Regions from separate parts of the Ovis aries genome. Here region 1 is linked to region 2. A link is a contact called in public Hi-C data. All regions are on one chromosome and are shown on one strand. The core of a region is the stretch at or near the end of the contact, and the rest is flanking DNA. Distances in the headings are between cores, read along the strand shown. Region 1 holds the start of DPF3 (double PHD fingers 3). Region 2 overlaps DPF3 (double PHD fingers 3).

What was found. Hi-C and Micro-C count contacts between places; a contact is called where the count stands out from the background.
Region 1: a contact with region 2 is called in a Hi-C map of liver, with 2.3 times the contacts expected there. The contact joins the promoter of DPF3 here to the enhancer-like site in region 2. A contact is called at or near these places in 3 of 16 Hi-C or Micro-C datasets (hypothalamus, liver and muscle).

What each region holds. Positions count from the first base shown.
Region 1 is chr7:82,487,114-82,493,159 of ARS-UI_Ramb_v3.0, reverse strand. It overlaps DPF3 (double PHD fingers 3), which reads left to right and starts at 2,513. Exons shown (of 11, transcript XM_012181974.4): 1 at 2,513-2,557. The coding sequence starts at 2,526.
Region 2 is chr7:82,391,041-82,397,052 of ARS-UI_Ramb_v3.0, reverse strand. All of the region lies in intron 1 of DPF3 (double PHD fingers 3), which reads left to right. Among named protein-coding and RNA genes, the nearest start is that of DPF3, 97 kb to the left of the region's middle. Within about 2 kb of position 1,277, at least 7 of the 54 cell types and tissues checked have an H3K27ac peak or open chromatin away from gene starts, as enhancers often do. A contact at or near this core is called in liver and muscle, where this site is marked.

The DNA.
Region 1 (6,046 bases), core at 1,264-3,763, 95 kb before region 2:
TAAAATGGCATTCCATTAAATTATAAAAGGCAAGGCTATGCTACTTAAGAAACCAAAATCCTGTTCTTAATTCATATTTTTTAATTCAATTATTATAAAATATAACATAAATGCTTAAATTCTGGGTTAGTTCCTCACAGTGGAGACAGATCTAGTCTGCCATTTTCAGATGTACTGGATATTTAGGAATTATGCTTGTTTCTGCATCTTGGTCTTAACTCAATAAATGACTATACATGCTTAGAGTATGTAATATAAATATATTTTCCCTCTCCTATTGTAAGCCTTGTTCAGGGCAGGCACTACCTTTTCTGATTATTTATCAAGTGCATATATTAAAACATGCTTTGCTTTCCAATCTGAATTGCTATGCTTTTTTAAAAAAATTTTAATCAGAGGATAATTGCTTTACAATGTGCTGGTTTCTGCTGTACAACAACATGAATCAGCTATAAGTATATTTATATCCCCTCCTTCTTAAGCCTCCCTCCCACCCCCTACAGCCCACCCGTCTAGATCATCCTAGAACACTGAACTGAGTTCCCTGTGCTGTGCTTTTGATATCTCAAGGAGGCTTTGGGAGTTCTGACTGATAGTTCAAACTCATACTTCTTGGGCTTTTTAATGTTGTCAAGGCCCATCACAGGCAAAGTATTAGCTTTTGAACCAATCCCTTGACAAATTAATAAAGGACCAGACTTTTCAAATTTTAATTTTAGAAAAGGGGAATAACTTTTCAAATTGTAAGATGCTGTGCAAGAAGTTACACAGGGAGTTTGGGATTAGCAGATGTATGATGCAGATGTAAACTATTATACACAGAATGGATAAACAACAAGGTCCTACTGTATAGCATAGACAACTATATTCAATATCCTATGATAAACCATAATGGAAAAGGATATTAAAAAAATGCGTATGTATAACTGAACCACTTTGCCGTGCAGCAGCAATGAACACAACACTGTAAATCAACTGTACTTCAAAAAAAAAAAGTTACACAGCAATCTATAGAACTTGACTCTGCTATTAACTTGGCAGAAAGAAGGGGTTAAAAATGTCAAGCCTTACAAACATATTGATTCAGTCCTCTTCTGTTTATCTGTAACTTTAATAGTGTGTGGAATTGAACTCTGAAAATTCTGGAACATAAAACAATTTTTATTTATTGTATCCATTGCTTTGAGAGCAGCTTTGAGAAAGGAAGTGAGAGGGCACAGTTTTGAAAACCTGGCAATTTGGCATCTCCTCTCCCCTTTTTTCACCCCTCCCCCACTATTTTAGCTATTTGACCCGATTAAACAACTTTGGGACGGGAGCCAGATTTCTGTATGCTAACGAGGCCGCTATTCATGCTTTAGTGCGATTTCATCCCCCCAGAGCTTCCAGGCTGCCCAGTGGAAGCTTGGCTTCGCAGAAGTCTTCTGATTTTGTCGGGGGTTCACCAGTGAGTAGTTCGCACTGGCTTGAAGCAGACAGAGACTCTCTGAACGCCTCGGGTCACATCGGATTATTCATTAGCAAAGTCTTTTCACCTTCTATCTAATCAGCTTAAGGTGACTCCAGAATCGGGTGTGCTACTCCCCGAAAGAGACCCTGGCAACATCCAGCCTAGGTTCCACAACTTTTGGCTGGTTACTCGCTTTCCTGGGAGCAAAAAGTTTGCAAAGTTCCTTTAAATCTCCTCTTCCCTAAGCCTAAAGGTCAAGGTGCCAGGGCCCAGTTAGCTCCCAAGTCAGCTGGAATCTGACCATTTCAGAAGTTTCTGGTGTGTGTGAGAAGAGAAGAGGGGGTAGTCGGGATCCGTCAGAGTGACCACCTCGCATTACGTAACGAAAGCCCAGGGAGCGAGCTTGACATCAAGACATTCCAGGGGGAGGGGAGCTGCTGTCCTGGAGTCTCCAGGAACGGCGGCGGCATTTCAAGAAGCCAAGAAGGGAAGGTGCCCGAGATAAAGACAACACTTCGGGAAGGAGAATATAAAACAGCCGCAAGACTCAGAGGATTAGCAAACGACAGGACACGTGTTAGACGAAACGGCAGCCTTTCAACTTTTGCATGGGAACAAGGGGATTTGCCGTTTGGGGGATTTAGGAACGTAACAGCAAAGCCAAAAGCTAATGAATGGAGTTCAGCGGTTTGTTGGCAATACTTAAATGTTTCTATCCAGTACTTAAATATTTTCGTCCAGGAGCGCAACTCTCTGCAGTTATTTAGAAAGTAGGGATTCAAATCAAACTAAGATACTTCTCCGTGCGTCTCCACTTTCCCCAATCCGAAAAGGAGCTGCTCGCGCGGTACTGCCCCTTTAAGACCTGCTTGCTCTCGGGCTCTACAAAAGGGAGTGACCTCTGGGCTTTGACAGCTCCCCTAATAACTACCACCGTGCAGGCTCCACCCACTTGGCGACCAGCCGCGCCGATTGGCCGGCGGGCCGGTATCCCGTACTCTGATTGGCTCTCCGCTTCCCCTGAGCGAACCTTTAGAACTCTGAGACAGACAATATTCTGTTACATTGTAGCAAAATGGCGACTGTCATTCACAACCCCCTGAAAGCGTAAGTAAGACTAAAAAATGTACATATTCCGCGTGGTTTCAATATGAAAAAAAAGGCGCCTTCTGCGTGCGGAGCGCTGCCAATGCACAGCGCTTACAGGCACCTACAGCCGTGGCGGGGCTTCTCTCTTTTCTTTCAGCTCTTACTTCTTCATCTTTTTTTTTTTTTTTTCCTAAACCCCAGCGCGCAGAAATGTCAGGAGATGCAATTAACAAGGAGAAAATTGTTACATTTGTGTTCTTTTAAATTGGCGGACCGAGAAGAGAGGGGTTGTCGGTAGGGGAGCCAGGCGCTCGCGAGCTCTACAGCTAGGGGATCGTGGGCAGCTCGGGGACAGCACGGTCCCCTGAGTCTCCCCGGCTTCGCGGGGCGGGGAGCGCGGCGCGCGGCGCGGGGGTGGCGGGGCCGGCCCTGCTGGGGGCTAGCGCTGGACTCTGGGGCCGCCTTGGGCGCACTTGGCTGAGCCCCGCGCCTCCGGAGCCCGCGGCCCCCCGCCCGGCTGCTAGGTCCTCCGGGGCGACCGGACCGCGGCAGCTCTGGAGTTTGCAGGGCGCTCTCTGCCTTCCGATCGCTTGCGGGGAGTTTGTGCAAACCTTCCGGAGTTGGGAGCACCGCAGGGGGGAGCAGCGGGTCCCGGGAGCCCTGGGGCCCAGGTGGTTGCCCGGGGCTTTCCTGCCGGGGCAGCCCCCGGGAACGTGACGGCGCTTCGGGCGGTCGCCGGTGTGTCTACGGGTGTGTTTGTCCGGGAATGGGCTGTAGTAAATGAACGACTCGGGTTAACTTGGGGTTGATTTGGAGACAGGGAAGAGCTGCAGGTCTCATAAATGGTGTTATCGGCTCCTGCGGGTAAATAGCCAAGGCGAGCGAGAGGCAGCTTACTGGGGAGCTCGCCGCCCGAGCCGGCAGCGTCTGCTCACGGCCAGAGCGAGGGGCAGGTGCCTCTGGCCGCCGCCGGGAGACTTTGAGCGGACGCCCAGATCCGGGACGGAGGGGGGCGGGCTGGGCGAGGACACGCAGGGGCCAGCCCCGGGTCCCACAGCCAATTCCTGCCCGCCTTCCTCCCCCACTCCTTTTTATCCTGGCTTCCTTCCTTCCTTCCTTCCAGTCGGTGGAACTGTTAAGCCGCCAAGTCCGCTCGCGATCGCGGAGCCGGGGGTGGTTCGGAAACTAGCATCGCTCTAACAGGGGTGCTACTGGCAGTGATGTTGGCAGAGGGGCGCTCCCTCGGATCGCGGCGCGACGTGGGTGGGTGGCTGGGTGGGGGGTTTGTGCGCCTGGGATTAGGACTTCGCAGCTGGGCTGGAAGCCGCGGGCGAGAGGAGAGAGGGAGGTGCGGGTGTGTGTGTCGGGGGCGGGGGGGGGGCGTTTCGTGCCGGATTCTCTACGGTGCGTGGCTGATGCCCACTCTGGTTCTTTCAACTCAGCGCCTCCGCGTCCGCACCCGCGGCTCCCCTAGGAGTTGAAAGCCAGGTTCGCACGCGGGGTGGGAGGAGGGCAGCGGGGGTGGGGGGGGGGGGTGGGTCTTAACGCCAAGGAAAGCGCCGAGAAAATGGGAAGTGTTTGCACCAGCTATTTCCTATCGGTAATAGGGGAAAAGGGTAGGAATGTCCCAGATTTTGGAGTTTTACATACACACACACACACACACACACACACACACACACACACACACGCGCACACACACACGAACGCTGCTAAGAGGACGTTGGAAGCTGGGGCTGATTAGAGAGCAGCTCCCGGCTTCAGTTCTCGCTCGGAAGCTCCGACACACTGCACTTGAACGCCACAGTGTTTCACCCAAGAAAACAAATGTTTTATGGCAGAATAAATGGGCGTAACTTCGCGGCATCCCCTCTCTTCGTCGCTCTCGCTAGCCACATCGCTGATGCTGTGAGTTTTTAACCGAGCCCACAGCTGATTTGCAGTTTTCACATTTCCAGCCGAAAACGCATAGCGGGGCTGATGCCTCCTGGTAAACTCAAGTTAGAGAAATCTATTTCGCCTGTGCGCCAGGTTTGTTTCCTGTTGGGAAAGCGGTACCCTCGTTACCGTGGAACCCGCTTACGCGCGGGCGGGCGCAATATCTCTGTACTCATTCCTGCCCGCTCCAGTTTTTTGTTTCTGTTTATTTTGGACCGCTGAAGGATGCGTTTTGCGGGGAGGGTGTATATGTGGGGTGGGGTTAGAAGTGCGGAAAGGGACAGAGTCGCGGGCTGGTTATTGGAATTAGTTCTGAATTATTACACTTGTACTTTGTAAATTAGAAACAGTTGCAATGTGATGTATTTGTAATTCCGTGTCGACACACACACACACACACACACACACACACACACACACTAGCATACACACGACACTCCAGTCGGCTTTTTCTAGGTGGCAGTTGAATGGTCATTTATAATTAGCCGCTCATTTTTTGCATCCAGATTCCTTTCCCTGGGGATAAGTGGGTGTAAACAATACCACCAACCAGCCGAGCCTCCTGCGCCCTAGACAGTTTTAAAACTCCTAACACAGGAGCATGCACGACGTTACGGGGAGACCTACATCATCTGCCTTTATTTTGAAAAACAACTTGTTTAATAGAACATCTTATATGTTTCATTTGTTTTTAGAAGTTGCTGATCAGGAAACAATACACACGTGAATAAATTATGCATGGGATAAATTAGAACAAAGCGCAGAGGCACATCAAGCGGAAGGGATGGATGGTGGTGCTGGGAGGAGGGGAGCAGTGAGAAAGGTTTGGAGAGCTACGTTTTTATCCTCCTGTGTCCCTCCTGACAATGAAACGGAGCTGAACAGCATTAGCATTTTCTGTCTGCGTTCAGAGTCTTTTTCTTCCTTCCCTTGAAAAAAAAAAGCCAACACCAAGGACGCCCCCTATAGAAACTGGTCACACAAAGGTTTCCTCTAGGACTGGGGGATAAAGTGGCAGTAGGTAATGTTCTGGAAGAAACGAGCAACACCTCTTTAGGGCTCTGCCTAAGCTGCGTAGGGACCATTTTTCATTATACCAGCTTTTTCCACGTGAAACATTCAGTAATTCAATAGCTTGAATAATATTGGACGGCACAGTTTGAATCTCATTGCTTTGGGGTCTTCTGTTGGGCCCCAAGCTCCTGGAGTCACATCTCCTCTCTCAGCAGTTCAGCTTTCTTCTTGCCTGTCTTTGATCTCCCTTCAACTCCCTTTCTTATTCCTCCTCCTTGTACCCTTCAGCCCCTTCCTCTCTGAAGTTGACAGCCTGGCTTCTCTGTCTGTTGTCGCCTTTAACATCTTATTACTGCCCAACAGGGTGTTAGAGGCAGAAACAGGAGCCGCCTGGACTGATCAGATCACAAAGGGAACGCAGCAGGTGGGCCCACAACCAAGCAGTCACATCTGGGCAGATAGAATATGAAAGCATCGATGGACATGTATGATGTGTAAATAGGTATTGCACATTATTTAATTTAGCAGCTACATTGTCTGAGCCTAGATGTGTGA
Region 2 (6,012 bases), core at 28-2,527:
TTGCCATTTCCTCCTCCAGAGGATCTTCCTGACCCAGGGACTGAACCCGCATCTCCTGCATTGGTAGGTGGATTCTTTACCGCTGAGCCACCAGGAAAGCCCTCTCTTATCTTTAGGGAAGATTATATTGTTGGTATTTAAAGGGAAGAGCAGGGAATCTTTTTGTTTTGGCAACACCGTGTGGCATGCAGGATCTTAGTTTCCTGGCCAGGGATCAAACCTGTGCCCCCTGCATTGAGAGCGCAGACTTTTAACCACTGGCCTGCCAGGGAAGTCCCGGGCAGGGAATGTTTTTGATTAGAGTGAAAGTATTCAAATTCCAGTTGTGCACAGATTTAAAGCTGAGTTCTGTGTGTTTTAAAATGGTCTTTTTTTGGTTTGTTTTAAAGAATATTTTCTGTTCTGGATGTTTTCCAAACAGTCTATAAAATGCTGTGGGAGCCATTCACCTAGAGACGTCACATCAGTGATTTAAGATTTAGAGGGACTAGGGGAGAGAAGGTTCAGGAAGGCTCTGGAGACTTGGGGCCCATCTCACGCTGGGTCACCAGAAACATCCTCTGCTAATTGGACCTCATCCTGTCAGGACACGTCAGACAGGGCTTGGTGGGGGTGGGATGGTCTGGACGTGCAGGTGTCACTGCTGTGGGTCCTGGGAGTGCTTGTTACTCCGGGGAACGAGCTGGCCAGCAATCATGTGGACTGAGGTCAGGAGACTGTGCTGAGCTGGGTTCTCCAGGAAGCCAGGAGCCAGGACTGAAGTCTGGACTATTTTGGGCTGTGTGGTGGCAGAGCTGGGGTGTGTGTGTGTGTGTGTGTGTGTGTGTGTGTGTGTGTGTGTGTGTGTGCGCATGCGCGTGTGTGTGCCTGTGTGCATCATTACGAGTCTATATCCTCCAAAAATCACTCCCAAGACTAAAAATGTGTGTGTTTTTTTTTGCCATTGCCTTCCAAAAAAGAAAACAAGTCTTTATAGTCTTTGAATTGTGTTAATGGGGAATATTAGGTCCCACAGCAGGAAGGCTTTCTCCCTTTTTGTTGCCACCTGGTCCCTCCGCCCTCCTCTGGAGTTTCCTCGTGACTGTCTGGAACATGGAGATGGAGGGTCCGAGCCTGTGGGTGGGTTTGTTGAAATGCTGCTGTGGGCACCAGGATGAGCACACACGGCTCCCTGTCAGCTCTGTAGAAAGGAGCGGTGGGGGCCTGTCATTCCAGACAGCCTGGAGCCCTCCACTCCCTTCCCTAGCCCACACCTCCACTCCACCTGACTTGCTTCTGACCTTGGGTGGCCGGTGACTCTGGACTGTCTCCCTGGACTGGGTTTGAGTCTGTGACCTTGCCGAGTTAAGGGGCTGGCCTGTGAGGTCACCTGGACTGGTGGGAAATTAAAGTCTGAGGATGTGGACTGATATGTACTTTGATCTCCAACCTTGGCCACTTAGTAGCTTTGTGGCTTTGGTTAAGTTCCCTGTCCTCTTTGAGCTGCAACTTCCTCATCTGTCGGTTTCAGGGAGGATGACCCACGTGGCAGCTGAGTCCCATACCTGCCACACTTCGGTGGCCTGACAAGTGTGATCGCTGAGGCTGGGGGGCCACCAGCTTTGTGTGAATTACCGGCACACCATCTGAGGGGTCCCCAGCAGGCTGCCACCGAGGAGCCTGAGTCCAGCAAAGGACACCCCTGCCCTGGGTGCAGTCACCTGTGCTTTCCCATTCCAGTCCTGGGCGGAGGCTGTGGTCCCTGCAGGGCCTCCCTGGAGTGCCCCTCTCCCGCTCTGTGGTTGGCAAAGGGCAGAGTCTGCCAGGAAAACCTTCAGCCAGCAAGTCACCATTTATTTATAGGTCTTGGAAGGAGACAGCCCCCAGGCTGTAGGGAAGGGCCTGGCGGAGGCAGCTGCAGGGAGCAGGGGCAGCCGAGGGGGCAGTGACTGCAGGGGGTGGTGGTGGTTCTGGAGGAGGTGCAGAGGCTGGGCAGAGTTTGCATGTTGGAGACTCGGGGTTCCAGCGGAAAGCCGCTGCTTCACCCGGAGATGGCTATTTATGAAAGTGTGGACAGGGGAAGGTACAAGGAGATGGCAGCGCCCCAGGATGAGGTCAAGGGGAGAGGGGACAGTCCCTGGGATGGCAGAGGGCAGCTGTGTGTGGAGAGGGCTGCCCGACAGGAGCTGTGACCTTTAGTAGAAGCTGCAGCCACCCCACAGTGACCCAGCGAGGAGGTAGCCGAGGGAATTCAGACCCCATCTCACTCTTTTCCTTCTCTCTGATCTGCCCCTGGCACCTGTGGCTGGCCCAGGCCACCAGAGGCAGAGGGGAGGGAGCAAGTGGCTGACTGTGCAGGAGTCCTGGGGGGACATGGCAGGGAGAAGCATGGCAGAGAGAAAACTGGGAAGGGCCAATGGAAGAGATTCGGGGAGGCAGACAGAATAGGGGCTGGACTCAGTGTACCTCTGTGCGGTCCTGGGGGAGTGTGTAAGCTCTCCAAGCCTCAGTTTCCTCATCTGTAAAATGGGAATGGTAAAGACAGTCTCTGTCACATTGGGGTATAATGAAATACTAAGTACTCAGCAAGGTTCCTTGTGTACTGTAAATGAAGATCACACAGATCAGCTGGGTTCACATGAAAGTGTCCAGCTGAGCAGCTGCCATGTATTGTGTAAGGCCTAATGGGGTATCATTTATCCAGTGCCCACGTGATACTTACTGAGTGCCTCCTCTGCCAGGTACCCAGCCCTAGGCACTGGGAATACAAGGGTGAACAAGCCAGACCAGTCTTTCCTCCTAGGAGCTGACATATCTAAGCGGGGGGAAGACAGGTAGCAAGTAAATATAAATAAAATAAGTTTTAATAGTTGGCAAGGTGCTGAAAAGACCATAAACCAGAGTGATGGGTGAAGAATAGGTGCTCTCTGAGGGGGTGGGCTGAGCAGAGCGGGAGGAGCAGAAGCAGCCAGCCCTGTAACGACCAGAGGATGCCTGTAGAGGGGGCTGCAGGCCCCCTACCAGGAGGAGGATGGTGTTTCAAGGCAGACAGGCTTCGGGGAGCTGGGCACCGGTTGGATCATGGCGTCACCATCTAGGGTGAGGGGGAGGTCTGGCGTCTACACATGAGCAGTGACCGTGAGCTGTTTTTCTTATTATTTAATACTGCTAAATCACTTCAGTCATGTCCGACTCTGTGACCCCATAGACAATAGCCCACCAGGTTCCCCCGTCCCTGGGATTCTCCAGGCAAGAACAGTGGAGTGGGTTGCCATTTCCTTCTCCAGTGCATGACAGTGGAAAGTGAAAAGTGAAAGTGAAGTTGCCCAGTCGTGTCCGACTCTTCGAGACCCTATGGACTGCAGCCTACCAGGCTCCTCCGTCCATGGGATTTGCCAGGCAAGCATACTGGAGTGGGGTGCCATCGCCTTCTCCATATTATTTAATACATATTATTATTTTAGAAAAAGGTGGTGTAAGTAGGTTCAATTCAGTTCAGTCGCTCAGTCGTGTCCGACTCTGCGACCCCGTGGACTGCAGCACATCAGGCCTCCCTGTCCTTCACCAACTCCCGGAGTGTACTCAAACTCGTACCCATTGAGTTGGTGATGCCATCCAACCATCTCTTCCTCTGTTGTCCCCTTCTCCTTCTGCCCTCAATCTTTCCCAGCATCAGGGTCTTTTCCAATGAGTTGGTTCTTCGCATCAGGTGGACAAAGTATTGGAGCTTCAGCTTCAGCATCAGTCCTTCTAATGAATATTCAGGACTGCTTTCCTTTAGGACTGACTGGTTGGATCTCCTTGCAGTCCAGTGGGTATAATGTAAAACGTTCCCATGGATCAGCAAATGTTTACTGTCAAGGCAGCGTGAGTGGAGTGGTCGAAGAGCACAGTTCTGAGACAGACTTGCCTGCTCGCACCCTGGCTCGGCCAGTCCCTCAGTGACCTTAGACTCCTGGCTTAAGCTGTCTGAGCCTTGCTGTCCTCACTGCATGATGAGGGATCAGTGGAGCATCTCTCTCATGGGACCATCGTGCAGGTGAGATGTGTCCCTATTTCTAAAGTGCTTAGAACCACGCCTGGCCTGGTCAGCGGTACTGCTGAGGCTCAGGAGCTGATGCTGGTAGGAGGGGGCATGAACCATGGCCTTTTCTCAAGGAGCTCACAGCTGGGGCTGGGATGTGTGTTTACAGAAACTCTGGAGAATTCCCTGGCAGTCCAGCAGTTAGAACATCACACTCACACTCTGTGGCCGGGGGATTCAATCCCTGCTTGGGGAACTAGGATCCCACAAGCTGAGGCCAAAGGGAAGAAAAGAGACCCCAGCCCCTCAAGGCAGTGTATGATAGTTACTGCATGAATGGCCAGACCATTACTGGAGGAGGTGTCATTGGAGGGCTGGGGGGGGTGGGGGGGGGGCGGGGCAGGGGCGTGTGGACAAGAAGGTTTTGAGGAGAGATGGGAAGATAACAACAACAAAAAATTTAAAAAAAAAATGCTATCCAGATCTGATGGCATCAGTCAGGTGAAGACAAAAATAGTCCAATCGGTCTGCCCCAGAGCACTGCTCTTGCTTTTCCTGTGCAGCCCTTTGCCAGCTTCCCCAGGCCCTGCATCAACCTACCTCTCGTGTCTATCAATAGGGGACAGCTCACCACGCACCCCCACCCCCAACACTCCCCCCGCCACCCCCCGACACACACAACCTCCTTCAGCCTGCTGGACGCTGTGAGACTCTTCTACTTTCAACTTCCCTCAGGCCAGAGAGAGAAGGGAAGGTTAGAGGTCAGAGGACAGGAGCTGGGAAGCTGGGAGGGCCAGGGTGGAGGTGGAGGGCAGTGTGGGTGGAATTAGCCAGAACCCTGTGTTGTCTGGCAACTGGCAGATTCTTCTGGTAAGATAAGTGGAACCCTCTGCAAGGTAATTATTAGAGAGCATAAATTCCCCAGATAACCTGTCCTCAGAAGAGATATTGATGGCCCTGGGGCAGGCTGGCGCTGCAGGCTGCTCCCTCTCTGTGATATTGACTCCTGTCCCACCTCCTCCTCCCTCTCCTCTTTATCCTTCCATTCAGTTCAGTCGCTCAGTCGTGTCTGACTCTTTGCAACCCCATGAACTGCAGCACGCCAGGCCTCCCTGTCCATCACCAACTCCCGGAGTTCACTCAAACTCATGGCCATTGAGTTGGTGATGCCATCCAACCATCTCATCCTCTGTCGTCCCCTTCTCCTGCCCTCAATCTTTCCCAGCATCAGGGTCTTCTCTAGTGAGTCAGTTCTTTGCATCAGGTGACCAGACTATTGGAGCTTCAGCTTCAGTGTCAGTCCCTCCAGTGAATATTTAGGACCTCCTCCTTTGTTACCTTTCCTCTGATCAGCTGCCCTGCCCGTCCCTCCTCCCTGCAGACCTCAGCCTCAGGTCCACATTGGCTCTTCTGGACCTTTCTTTTTGCCTGCCTCTCAGCTCTCTTAATGGCAGAGTTCCTGGAAGACCGTGCGGCCACATGCATCCTTGTGGCTTCAGCAGGGTTGGTGGAGGAGGGGCAGCCCCATGGGGAGGAGTTTCTAAGACGGGAAGGAGGCTCTAGCTTCACTTGGGCCAGGGTCCCCAGAACGAGTCAGGGTCAGGCTCTGTGAAAAGCCAGGATTGGACCTGATCCTGGGGATTGCAGCTCAGGTCTTAGCAGTGTAGGCAGGTTGTAGGTACCCATTGGCACATCTCTGCTCTTACAGTACTTTCTGAAGCCCTCTCTTCTCTCCAGGGCCTCCCAGGCTTTGGCTGATATTCTGTAAACATTTATGTAACAAATATAAGAAGAGGCAAAGGTCTGGGTAAGGGGCCACCAGAGAAGCAGGGTTGCAGGAGGAGTCTCTCCTTTCTTGTTTCAAACAATTTGGTTCTAGCCCCAGACCTGCACCCTGACTCTTGACCAAACTGGACCTGTCTGGCTTAGAAGCCCACTTACTGCCATCATGGACAAGTTCTGAATGGGGGTACCTTATCGTTCTCTGACTCTACACATAGGGTAGAGTC